Regions from separate parts of the Mus musculus genome. Here region 2 is linked to region 1. A link is a contact called in public Hi-C data. All regions are on one chromosome and are shown on one strand. The core of a region is the stretch at or near the end of the contact, and the rest is flanking DNA. Distances in the headings are between cores, read along the strand shown.

What was found. A called contact is a pair of places that touch in the nucleus more often than the background predicts.
Region 2: a contact with region 1 is called in a Hi-C map of dorsal root ganglion neurons, with 2.1 times the contacts expected there. The contact joins two enhancer-like sites. A contact is called at or near these places in 2 of 39 promoter capture datasets (cranial neural crest and embryonic stem cells), 2 of 484 Hi-C or Micro-C datasets (dorsal root ganglion neurons and embryonic fibroblasts), 2 of 115 datasets of contacts at active chromatin or transcription factors (double positive thymocytes and microglia) and 1 of 9 other capture datasets (pancreatic islet).

The regions. Positions count from the first base shown.
Region 1 is chr9:13,541,708-13,547,492 of GRCm38.p6, reverse strand. The region is part of intron 1 of Maml2 (mastermind like transcriptional coactivator 2); the gene reads right to left. Among named protein-coding and RNA genes, the nearest start is that of Gm51666, 66 kb to the left of the region's middle. Within about 2 kb of position 4,077, at least 22 of the 459 cell types and tissues checked have an H3K27ac peak or open chromatin away from gene starts, as enhancers often do.
Region 2 is chr9:13,608,967-13,615,270 of GRCm38.p6, reverse strand. All of the region lies in intron 1 of Maml2 (mastermind like transcriptional coactivator 2), which reads right to left. It overlaps Gm51666 (a long non-coding RNA gene), which reads left to right and starts at 4,862. Exons shown (of 3, transcript XR_003948103.1): 1 at 4,862-6,304. Within about 2 kb of position 1,745, at least 42 of the 459 cell types and tissues checked have an H3K27ac peak or open chromatin away from gene starts, as enhancers often do.

The DNA of each region.
Region 1 (5,785 bases), core at 2,828-5,327:
ACACTCTCTCCAAATGGAAACATTTGAACCAGGAAAGAGGGGTATCAGGAGCCTTGGGTGGTAAATGAGAGGTGTACAAAGTCACTCACTTATTTGGGAAGAAAGCTTAGAAGATTCTCGAGGCCCTCTCCCAACAGAATAGAAGGGAGAAAACAATAGCTGGAGTGAAGACTCCGAGCAGCCACTCTGCAGAAAGAGAGATATTGGGACTGTGGATCTGTCTGCAAACTGTAGGGAACTTCAGGGCTGCAATTTTAGGGGAGTTGTTACGCATTTTGGGGTGGGCTTTCTGCTCTTACAGCTGCCTTTGAGTTAGTCCTGATCAGTCATCACCTTTGCTCCTGGCAGCAACTGCAGCAAAACCTCATTGGCTTGGCAGCTTGGATATTGCTGCAAGTGTTACTTTGGTCTGACATGGGTTCCATTTTGGGCATGAGTAGATTTGTGGTTATTGCAACTGCCCAAGAAAGATCTGTCACACAACATGTCAAAGCTTGGACTTGAAGCCAAGTTCAACTTCCTGGAAAACTGCCCTTTGCTTGCCTCCATGATGACCCCACACAGGTGATAGCTTAATATGTGCTATAACTCTGATTGATGGAATTACATATTCAAGGTTTAATTCAGAAATGACTATACTATTAATTACTGAATGCTTATTGAAATATACCAGATGCATGCGGCATATATATATATATATATATATATATATATATATATAGACATGCCAAGGAACAAAGTTAGCCTTGAGGCAATAAGGATGTGACTCAGTTGTTGAAGTGTTTGCTGCTCAAGTGTGAGGACCTGAGCTTGATCCCAGTACATGTGTAAGCATATGGGGCTAGCAGAATATGTGTAATCCAGAGCTGGGGAGGGGAGACACAAGGATCACTGGAGCATCTCAGGCCAACCAGTGCAGCAGAATTAGTGGGGCCAGAAAACAAACTGGAGTTTGATTGATAAGACATCGGATATGGATCTCTAGACTTTGCATGCACTGTGTGCATGTGCGCATGCTTCAATAGAAGCACTCATGAACGCACACACATGAACACAAACATGAACACACACACATGAACACAAACATGAACACACACATGCACAGTCCTAGTGATGTAGGAGACATGTCTTAAAGCTGAAAAGGGGCTAAAGTACCAGGTTGTATTTGTATGCTGAAGTGCTGATAATGGTGAGGAGGAGGGACGCTCTTGAGATAGAGTACAGGCTTCTGAGAGTCCCAGAACAAGCTGTGATTCTCTGAGGATGCCAGTGAGAAGTCAAAAGTGAGGCCGACTCTAGCTATATGAGCTGTGTTCATGAGAAGGATGGATGTGGACATTTGTGGAAATGTCTCAAGAAGTCCTAACTGAAACCATCAGGGAGTAGGAAGGAAGCAGCTATACACATTGAGGCTGCATGAGTAAATAAGTCATGTTAATACACACAGGGCTTACACGGCTGTTAGAGAATGTGGTTGTCCTGATGTTGATAGGTGGTGGTTCCTGTCAAAGTCTGTATACCCAACCGACATAGGAAGAGGAAGAGAAAATGATGACTGAGCACACTCTATGCCAAGGTTACATTCTATAATCCCGACACTGAAATGACAGAGATGAGAAAGAGGAAATGTCCCTATCTGTAATAGATTTACAATGGAATAGAGTAAGCACTCATAGCCCTATTCTAGGCTACACAATCTGGGGACACCAGAGTTACACATGTAAAACGGATTCAGAAACGCATCACGAGGCTGTCACTTTACTGAAAGCCTATCCAGATATACTGTTGCTTTAATGCTTGATCCAACCATAAAGGTGCAGTCACTGCCAAATTGCATGGTGCTCTCAATTACTTGAGTTCAGCTGTCAGTGGCAGGAGGTCCTTTGAGGGTTATGAGTCATTACCTAGGCCATGTTATTAAATGGGGAAAATATGTTATAATAGAATGTGACTGTCAATTTTCAGGGGCATTCCAGTCTCCTGGGAACTGAACCGCATCCCAACAGGACAGGGATGACATGGGGAGAGGAGCAGAGATGCTGGTGATCTGTGAGTTCATTTTTTTCTCCCAACTCATGTGGTAATGAGGGACTTTTTTTTTTCCTCCAAAATATCATTAGGAGTATTTGAAGACAGCCATACAGGTGACAGGTCACTGCTTCAACTACAAGATGTGTCGATGCTTAATCCCCAAGTTCTGACAATGTATGGAGCTAGGTTTTAATTTGGACCTGAGGCTTCCTAGGCCATAAAATAAACTTAGAAATAATACATGCTCTTTTAGAAAGGAGCATCCAGGTTGTGGGGTCCATTTCTATTACCTTTGAATATCTTTGCATTCAGTGGACACATTTATTCTGAAATTATCAGTAACCCAAAGCCCATTTCTTCAAAAGTATATTCATGGAACAACAAAGGAATAAGGGATGAAAGAGCAAAGAATATTTAAGATAGGAAACATTATTTGGGAATAGTTACTGCCCTTGTGTTAAAGGAAGTAGGGAAAACCAAATACTCTGAGATGTTAGCTTCATTTGTGTGTGTGTTTGTGACTGTCTGTCTATATGTATGCACATGGGTATGTGTCTTTCTTTCTGTTTTGTTGAGTATGGTGTGTCTGTCTGTGTGTGTCCATTTCTTTGTGTTTAAGTAAGAGCCTCATCTGGTATGCAATTCGAAATGCTGTTGAGGCCCACAGTTGCAATTGCTCCAAATTAAAGAAAAATAAATGATACTATTAAATTAGCCATCTTTTATGGGGATTTTTCATTTTTTCTCTTTTTGCTGACGTGCTAGGCTAGAACATCAAAGCATGCAGAAATTACAGGCAAACATTCAAGGTGCTTAGAAGACCAATGGGAGACACTGGTGGGCCTGTGCAGCTCTCCCAGACAGGGTTAGAGGGGATTAAAGACACACCGCTGGACTCGGGATACTCAGAGGTCGCTGCCACTATAAGGGCAGTTTTCCCATCAGTGGGGTGATTTTTATGCCTGTGGAGCAGAATCAAGAAAAAGTGACCCGACAAAGTGAATGGCCACCTCTGTGAAGCCACCCTGACATGGGTCAGAAGGCAGAGTCAGTGGCGGGATAAACACTTTTGGTCTGAAAAGTGAAATTTATCTCCGTGAGTTTTCAGGGATGACCTTACTATGCAGTGAGTCATCAGCGTCTGAGAAACATCTGAGGCCCTCGGGAATGTTAGGCAAATGGCTGCAGGAGTGCTTTCCCTGTGAAGGGAGATGTGGAGGCCAGCAGCCAGTGGTTCCAGGTGCCCCCCACAGCCACGAATACAAGGAGACAAGAAGCCAGCTTTAGTCACGTCTGATTGTGGGAAACATAAAAACACAGCCCGTTGTAGTGGTTTCTTATTAATTACCACCAGTGTTCCGAGAGGTAAGTGTTAATTGTCCCGTGTGCCTCTCTGTGGTGTGTGGTACCCAGTTTTTCTGTGAACTCTAATATAGATTAGGTTTTAAGAAGAGAGCAGGAGGATGGAGGAATTTCTAAGCAAGACAATTTCTTTTTTTTTTTAATTAGGTATTTTCTTCATTTACATTTCCAATGCTATCCCAAAACTCCCCCATCCCCTTCCCCCACTCCCCTACCCATCCACTCCCACTTCTTGGCCCTCGAGTTCCCCTGTACTGAGGCATATAAAGTTTGCAAGACCAATGGGCCTCTCTTACAACAGACAACCCATAATTCTGCATGGAACTCTAACACTGTTCCGAACAAAGAACCCACTTTTAATAGCTGTTGTCCAAAGGAACGATTATCTTTACAGGACTCTGGGCTGCACATATGCCTGAATTTGATTAGTCAGCACCCAGAGAAAGGCATTGTCTTCTTTTGTCCCAGAGCACTTAAGTCCGTGTGTCTGCCACGTCAGTACTGTTTTGCCTAACGTTTTATTTCTGCCCGGCGACAGAGCACTGCATGTTGTGACAATGATCTTACCTTTAAAGTAAAATGTCTGGCTCACCAGGGCTCACAGTGTCTTCTTCACTGATCAGTGTTCAACTCTGTGTCCTTTCTCCTCAGAGTCATAGCATTTGCTTTCTCTGCTCAGTGGTGGAGAATGCACGGGATGCTATGTGACGTGCAAGGCTGCTATAGAAAGCACACAGCACTCAGTCGACAGTCTCAGTGACAGTCCGAGGCAACACTCACAGGCGACAGTGAGTGCTTTCAAATGACTGTAGCTCCCAGACTTCTGAGCTCCACCGGAAGCCAAATGGAGCTAACTCACACCTACAGCCTGCCCAGATTATGGGCTCAAAGCACAACTAAATGTCGTTGTTGAAAGGCTCGTGTGTTAAGGTAAATTGTCATGCAGTTGTAGCCTCTTGTGCTTTTGCTGTCTCTATGCAACTGCTCTGGGAGGCAAATGCTTGGCTAGGATTCTACCAGGCTAGTGCTTGTTCATGGGAGTCTTTTAAGGCAGAATCCACATAAGATCACCGTGTCTCATCCTTGTCAGTGCTTTGTATTCTGAGCGGTGACTTGGGGTGGCCAACCTCCAGATCAGGATTGTATTTACAACAATATATATTGCCTATTTTTTTGCTTGGATCTATACAAACATTCCATGAGTCTAGTGAATTTTAACCAAGTAAAAATTTCATTCCTAAAACTTCCCCTTTTTCTCATCTGTTGCTACCCTACCACATATTTATAACATGCTAAGAACAAGCTAACACGGCAAAGAACGGTGCCTCTCGGCCAAGCATCATGCAAGAGTTGACACCATCTGGAGCAATGGTTACTGAAACTAAACTTATGTATGATGGCCTCACTAGGTGACACACTAATAGTCATCTGGGACTGGCACATTCCAGTCTGAGTGGAGCATAGTTAAGCTGCTAAGAAAAGAGTATGTGAACTGGGCTGGGGAGATGGCTCAGTGGTTAAGATCACCAGCTGTTCTTCCAGAGGTCCGGAGTTCAATTCCCAGCAACCACCTGGTGGCTCACAACCATTTGTAATGGGATCCAACTCCCTCTTCTGGTTTGTGTGAAGACAGCTACAGTGCACTCATATATATAAAATAAAATAAAATAAAATAAAATAAAATAAAATAAAATAAAATAAAATAAATAATAATAATAAAAGAGCAAAACACCCATGGAAGGAGTTACAGAGACAAAGTTTGGAGCTGAAATGAAAGGATGGACCATGTAGAGACTGCCATATCCGGGGATCCACCCCATAATCAGCATCCAAACGCTGACACCATTGCATACACTAGCAAGATTTTATTGAAAGGACCCAGATGTAGCTGTCTCTTGTGAGACTATGCCGGGGCCTAGCAAACACAGAAGTGGATGCTCACAGTCAGCTAATGGATGGATCACAGGGCTTCCAATGGAGGAGCTAGAGAAAGTAGCCAAGGAGCTAAAGGGATCTGCAACCCTATAGGTGGAACAACATTATGAACTAACCAGTACCCCGGAGCTCTTGACTCTAGCTGCATATGTATCAAAAGATGGCCTAGTCGGCCATCACTGGAAAGAGAGGCCCATTGGACACGCAAACTTTATATGCCCCAGTACAGGGGAACGCCAGGGCCAAAAAGGGGGAGTGGGTGGGTAGGGGAGTGGGGGTGGGTGGGTATGGGGGACTTTTGGTATAGCATTGGAAATGTAAATGAGCTAAATACCTAATAAAAAATGGAAAAAAAAAAGAGCATGGGATCTGTGGCCACCAATTAGTTCCCATTTTTGTACTCAGCCATCTTTTCTTCTCGTGGCATTACAAGAAAGTACTATTTAATTCAACTAAA
Region 2 (6,304 bases), core at 496-2,995, 70 kb before region 1:
AGAAGCTGAGAGCTACCCAATTGTACCTTCCAGTAACTTGGGTGGCATGGGACAGGAGAAGGAACCATGTGCTGAGGCACAGAGACAACAGCATGTTTTAGAAAGGAGTTTATTATACTGACAAGTTGGAGGGAGGATTTCCAAGATGCATCTGCTACTGAGGGCTGGTAGACTCCGTAGACAGGGTCATCATAGCCTTAATGCCCACTAAAATGTGTTAATTCATTTGAATATGGAGAAATGGTAAGCTTTTAAGCTATATTAATGTTCTTGTATATTATGATTGTTAACATTCATTGTGAACTTGACAGAATGTAAAATCACCCAGGAGAGGAACCTCTGGCTGTATCTATTATAAGAGATTATTTAGATTAGGTTCTCTATACCTGGATGTGGGCAGCACCTTTCCACAGATTAGGGTCCTAGAATGAATAAAAAGGAGAAAGCAAGCTGAGCTCATTATTGTCTTTCTCTGCTTCCTGACCATGAACACAGTCTAACCAGCTGGTTGCTAGGCTGCTGTCACTTCTGCCTCACCGTGACCGACTGTACCCTGAACTGTGAGTCAAAATATCTCCTTTTACTTCAGCTGATTTTCCATAGCAACAGCCAGTGCTGACTGCTTCTACCCTGAGATTCTGTTGAAGAGTGCCACTGGATCCTTCCAGCATGGAAGAAATTGTGAATCCTGGCATTATAATTATATAGGAACAGCCAGATTACAGGGCACACCTATAATCCCAGCACTCTGGAGGCTGAGGCAGGGGGATATGAGGTACCGGTACCTTCTACACAATGAGACTCCCTTCCGAAGCAAAAGTTAGCAATGCCATGAAGCAGTGTGCCAGCCGGTACAGGCTCCCTCGGCCAATACTTGGCCTCTTGATGGTTGACATGCTGTTGTTGCCTTTTGGCCTTTACCATGTCTCTCGTCTAACTGTTTTGGACACAGTGTGCATGCAGAGGCAGCCAAGAAGAAAGAGCAGCCGGGTGAAGATGCCCAGCATGTCCGGGGAATGGGTAAGGATAGACTGCAGGGAGAGAATGGTGCCATGATTGGTTAGAGGTTGATGGAGAAATCTCTGCATGTCAGTCTTGAAGCTTCATTATAAGAGAGAGAAGAGACTAGAAGTCACTCCACCAGTGAGCAGATTTATTAACTACATAGAGAAAGCTCTAAGCCACATCCTGTGTTGTCATTCAAGACTTAAAGGAGATACTGCAAAGGGTACTTTGAATTTTTCACAAGAAATCCAAAATTGCTATGATGGTGTGTGAGATGCTGTACTGAGTACACCCTCTGGGTGGTCATTCTTTGGGGGTGTGGCCATCCACACAAGTCTAGTTTGGTTAACACTTCACATAAGAATCCTGACTTTCTTCTCTTAAGATCCAGTGGGCTGCGGCTCTTCACCCCCTCCCCCTTTCTCAGTCTTCTCTGAACATCCCCTTGCCTTTTGAGACATATGGTCTCTGCTGGGGTAGGCATAAGCCTGCTTAGGCTAGCTAAGTCTACAAGCAGTGACCTGTCATCCTTGAGGCTGCAGAGGTGGTACCAAGAGCACTTATGGGGGACTGCGGCCCGTCAGTAAACAGCTCTGTTTTAAACAGCTGCATTTCACTCTTGCAAAGGACTTGAAACATAAACTTCCTGGAGGGATTTGAAAGCGCCATGATTGCACGATCCTCTGGTTTCTGTTTCTTCCCCTGCCCCCATCCTTTTCCACAAACTAAATGTACTCTTTGTCTCCTGTGCTGCCATGGAAACAAGCGATGCACCTCACAAAGGTAACAATTCATTCCGCAGGCCACAGTCCCTCAAGTAGATTCCTGTTCCTCTCAACCAGGCATGCAGGAAAGATTGAAATCTGTAGCTGCCTGGAGGGTGTGTGTGTGTGTGTGTGTGTGTGTGTGTGTGTGTGTGTGTCTGTGTCTGTGTCTGTGTGTCTGTGTGTGTGTCTGTGTGTGTGTCTGTGCGCTTACCTGGGTCACCATGTGAGTTTTCCTTACTGCCCATTAGTGATGTGGTTGTCGCTAGAAATTACGGATGATCTAGAAAGAGACTGGCTCAAAAGATCACGAGTGACTTCTCATTGGTTACTACAGTGAAATGTTTGGGATCTTGGAATAATACATTTGAGCTCATCACAACTCTCAAAGGGGAAAGTAATTCCTCCCTGGTTTACATTTCCTCTTGCAAGTGTCACTTCCAAGTTTATCATCAGAAAAATCCTTTAGTAAGGGAGAGAAGAAACTCGAGACTTGGGTCCTTTTCCAAAGATATTATACAGCGCCCTTTCTTTTTTAGCCTTGCAGAACTGTGGACTTTTTGTCAGTTAATGCTGCTGGATTGACTATGTCCAACCCAATAGTAAGTTCTCTAAGCATGGGCCTTGGGTCCAATGCTTCACTGCATATGTACCTGCCACGATGCTTGCTGTGGCTGAATTGCTTTCTAAAAATAGCCATGTTTTGTCTCAGTCCCCAGGACACTGACCCTTTTAGGCACTAAGCATCAATTAGCAAGAAGTCTGTAGCTGTGGGGATCCTTTTCATGCTCAATCCACGTCCCACTAGCTTCTACATCAGTGTAAAGCCTTGAGAACGGGAGCCAAGAGGAAGATGAACATCATCAAAATGAGGCAAAACTGAAGGGGTGGGAACGTGGTGATGGGCTCAGGGTAATCGTACGCCACTGTGCTGATCCCAAACTGGCACAGAAGCTCCTAGTGACTGACTCCGTGCCAGGAGGGACGTGCGGGAGTCACAAGGCACACTTTCTGTGTGAATCTAGACACAAACTTTCACTCCTTTAAGAAAAATTGTGGGGTTTGAGTTGGTTGAGGGCTTTGCTGTTGGTAGACCAGCTAGGGAAAATACACTAGATGTGTCTGGAAATTCTGTCCATAACTTTGCTCCTTAAGACTCAAGCTTCAAGAGATTTTATCACTTCAACATAATAACCATTCTTTATAAAACTTGAAATAAAAATGAGAATTCTTTATTTGTAAGACAGGATTTTAGTATATACATACATACATACATATATACAGATATTTATACATATATGTATCTGTATGTAAAAAATCATGAGATATTTTGTATGCTAACATTAAGATTAATTTAAAGATATTCAAAGTAGATATCTTTCTTATATAGTCAACTACTACATTAAATAATGTCATTCCAGGTCTAGTTCATGATAACGATATCCCAGCTTGTTCCCGTAATCCCTGCAAAGACTTGCAGGAGCCTTTCAGAGATGGACCCACTGTGTTGGACACAGAGAAGAACACAATATTCTATAAGGCCTGAAGGAAAAAAAAGAATAACTGCTTTGTGCATGAAATACTTTATCCATGACTCACTTTTTGCCCAAAATATATCGAAGTGAATCCAAAGTAAATGCTATGTCTAGCATGCTGGCACGACTCCTAAAACTCTGAATGTCCTTCTCAGCAGAATGCACAGTGCATTGCCATCATCAATCATGACAGTGCTCTCTCCCACTTCACTTGGAGGGTCCAGCTCCAAAGGGCTCTCTGGAAGGCTAACGGCATCCTGCTTTCCCTCAGAGTTTTTGGCTCTGCTATGATGATTTTAGCACTTTCTGCCTTGTATTGTTTTTGGCAACTGTTACAAGTATGTGAGGTTTTTTTTTTTTTAATTTTTATTTTAAAATTTTTTTACTTCAGTATGATTTCAAAAGTCAACAGGAGACAAGCTTCTCATGGCTCCACTAACCCATCCCAGCTCTAGCCCAGGGAAACACTCACTGACTAATTGGTGATTAGTGTTATTGGGCATCCAGTTGGTCTGGGCACTTGGTAGTACATAGGGCACCAATGCTTCTCTGCCTAGGCTCATGATGAAGCCTGTCTTTGTAAGCATCACTAACTGATAACATTTCTTTCTTCTTATTTTTTTTACTAGATGTTTTCTTCATTCCATTTCAGATGTTATCCCCTTTCCTAGTTTCCTCTCCGAAAGTCCCATATACCCTCCCTCTCTCCCTGCTCCCCAACCCACCCACTCCCACTTCCTGGCCCTGGCATTCCCCTATACTGGGGCCTAGAATCTTCGCAAGACCAAGGGCCTCTCCTTCCACTGATGGCTGATTAGGCCATCCTCTGCTACATGTGCAGCTAGAGACATGAGCTCTGAGGGTACTGGTTAGAGACAAAGTTTGGAGCAGAGACTGAAGGAAGGACCATCCAGAGAATGCCCTACCCAGGGATCCATCCCATAAACAACCACTAAACCCAGACACTATTGCATATACCAACAAGATTTTGCCGACAGGACCCTGATATAGCTGTCTCCTGTGAGGCTATGCCAGTGCCTGGCAAATACAGAAGTGGATGCTCACAGTCTTCTTTTGGATGGAACACAGGGTCCCCAACGAAGGAGTTAGAGAAAGTACCCAAGGAGCTGAAGGGGTCTGCAGCTCTATAAGAGAAGCATTTCTTTCTTTCTTTCTTTCTTTCTTTCTTTCTTTCTTTCTTTCTTTCTTTCTTTCTTTCTTTCTTTCTTTCTTCCTCTCTCTCTCTCTCTCTCTCTCTCTCTCTCTCTCTCTCTCTCTCTCCCCCTCCCTCCCTCCCTCCCTCCCTCCCTCTCTCTCCCCCTCTCTCTCTCTCTCTCTCTCTCTCTCTCTTTTCTTTCTTTTTTTTGTTTTTTTGTTTTTTTTGTTTTTTTTTTGTTTTTGTTGTTGTTGTTTTGAGACAGAGTTTCTCTGTATAGCCCTGGCTGTCCTGGAACTCACTTTGTAGACCAGGCTGATCTCAAAGTGCTGGGATTAAAGGTGCGCGCCACCACGCCTGGCTAGTAGAAGCATTTCTTGTCCAGGCGTAGAGCTGTTACTTCCTATGGTACAGCTGAAAGGTTTCAGAGAAGAGAAAGCACAGATGCTTCAAGAAGTTGCTGCTGTTTTCTGTGGTGGTGGGAGTTAGATTTGTTTCAAAATGTTGGTCAGTGTCTGTAAATGTATGAGGCAGAGAGAACCAGTATTGTCTGTTCATTGTTTGGGGCTGAAGTATGGCTATTGATATATTCCATGTTTTCAAACTGCAATGTCAAAACAAAGCCTCTCTTAGTTTTACACCAGCCTTCTTCTACTGTTAGTGGCTTTAGGGACTTCAGTAAGTCTTAAACGTCTTTCCAGTATCTGACTGTAAGTTATCCCCCTCCTTTCAAATTTTCTCTGTTTTCAGAACACTCTGAGGCTCTGATCTTCTACCTCACATCTGCTTGACTTGTGTTGTCCATGTAGTAACAAAAGCTGTGTCCTGTTCAGACCAACATACAGCCTTTGCCTTCTCCCCTTTTCCTTCCGTCCCTTCCTCTTCCACAACTCACCCCCATCCTCCTTTGTGGTTTCTTCCTTCCCTGTCCCTTCCTCCCTCCATCTCTTTCTTTTTAATGCTGAGAACGGAAACAATCATTTCCCTTTCAGTGTCTATGCATCCGTCTCCTTCCCCTTGGCATGCTCTCCCTCCCAGGACTCCCCTCTCTCATAGCTAGCTCTCCTTTTCCTTTCATCTCTGAGGGTGGATCCAGCAGAGGTCTTTTTCATGACTGCTACATCTAAGGATATGGCTATTGTCTGTCCACAATTACTTGCCAGTTTCCTTTACAATATTTATAATTTCAAATAACTCTATTAATTAAGTTCCATTTTTAAAGTCTGATCTCCCATGTTATAAAATAACCTATAGGGAAAGGCTTAGAGGACATGGCTGTTTTTTGACCAATGCATATTATCTTTAGTATGACTTGAAGAAATCTGCCAGAGAGAGGAGTGTTTAAAGCAAATAAAAAACGCCTCTAAGAAACTTGGAGATGCTGAATGATATTCTGATGGTAGAAGGAGTTGTCTTTTCTCTTAGCTCACATGTCATTATTTTTCCATTTTCCTGCACTGAATGCATACCACCTAAAAGCAGATTAAAGTGGGCGCTCACTGCATATCTCTGCCCTTGTTAACCACACCCCACATTCTTGGGTGAAAGATTTTCAGTCTAGAACATTCCACTTAACCAGCCCCAGTGGACAGGATCAAGGCAGACAGTGGGCTCGAACTGAGTGTTTTAACTACTTTTTAGCAATGGACAATCAAAACAAGGGTTCTTCCTGCCCCCCAGTCCCGAGTATTTGAAGGGAGAGAAATGGCTGCTCAGGGCTCTTCCTGCCCTCCAGTCCGGAGTATTTGAAGGGAGAGAAATGGCTGCTCTGGTGCTTTTGAAGATTGGCTCACATAGGCTCGTGCATTTGAATGCTTAGTTACCAGGGAGTGGATTAGGAGGTG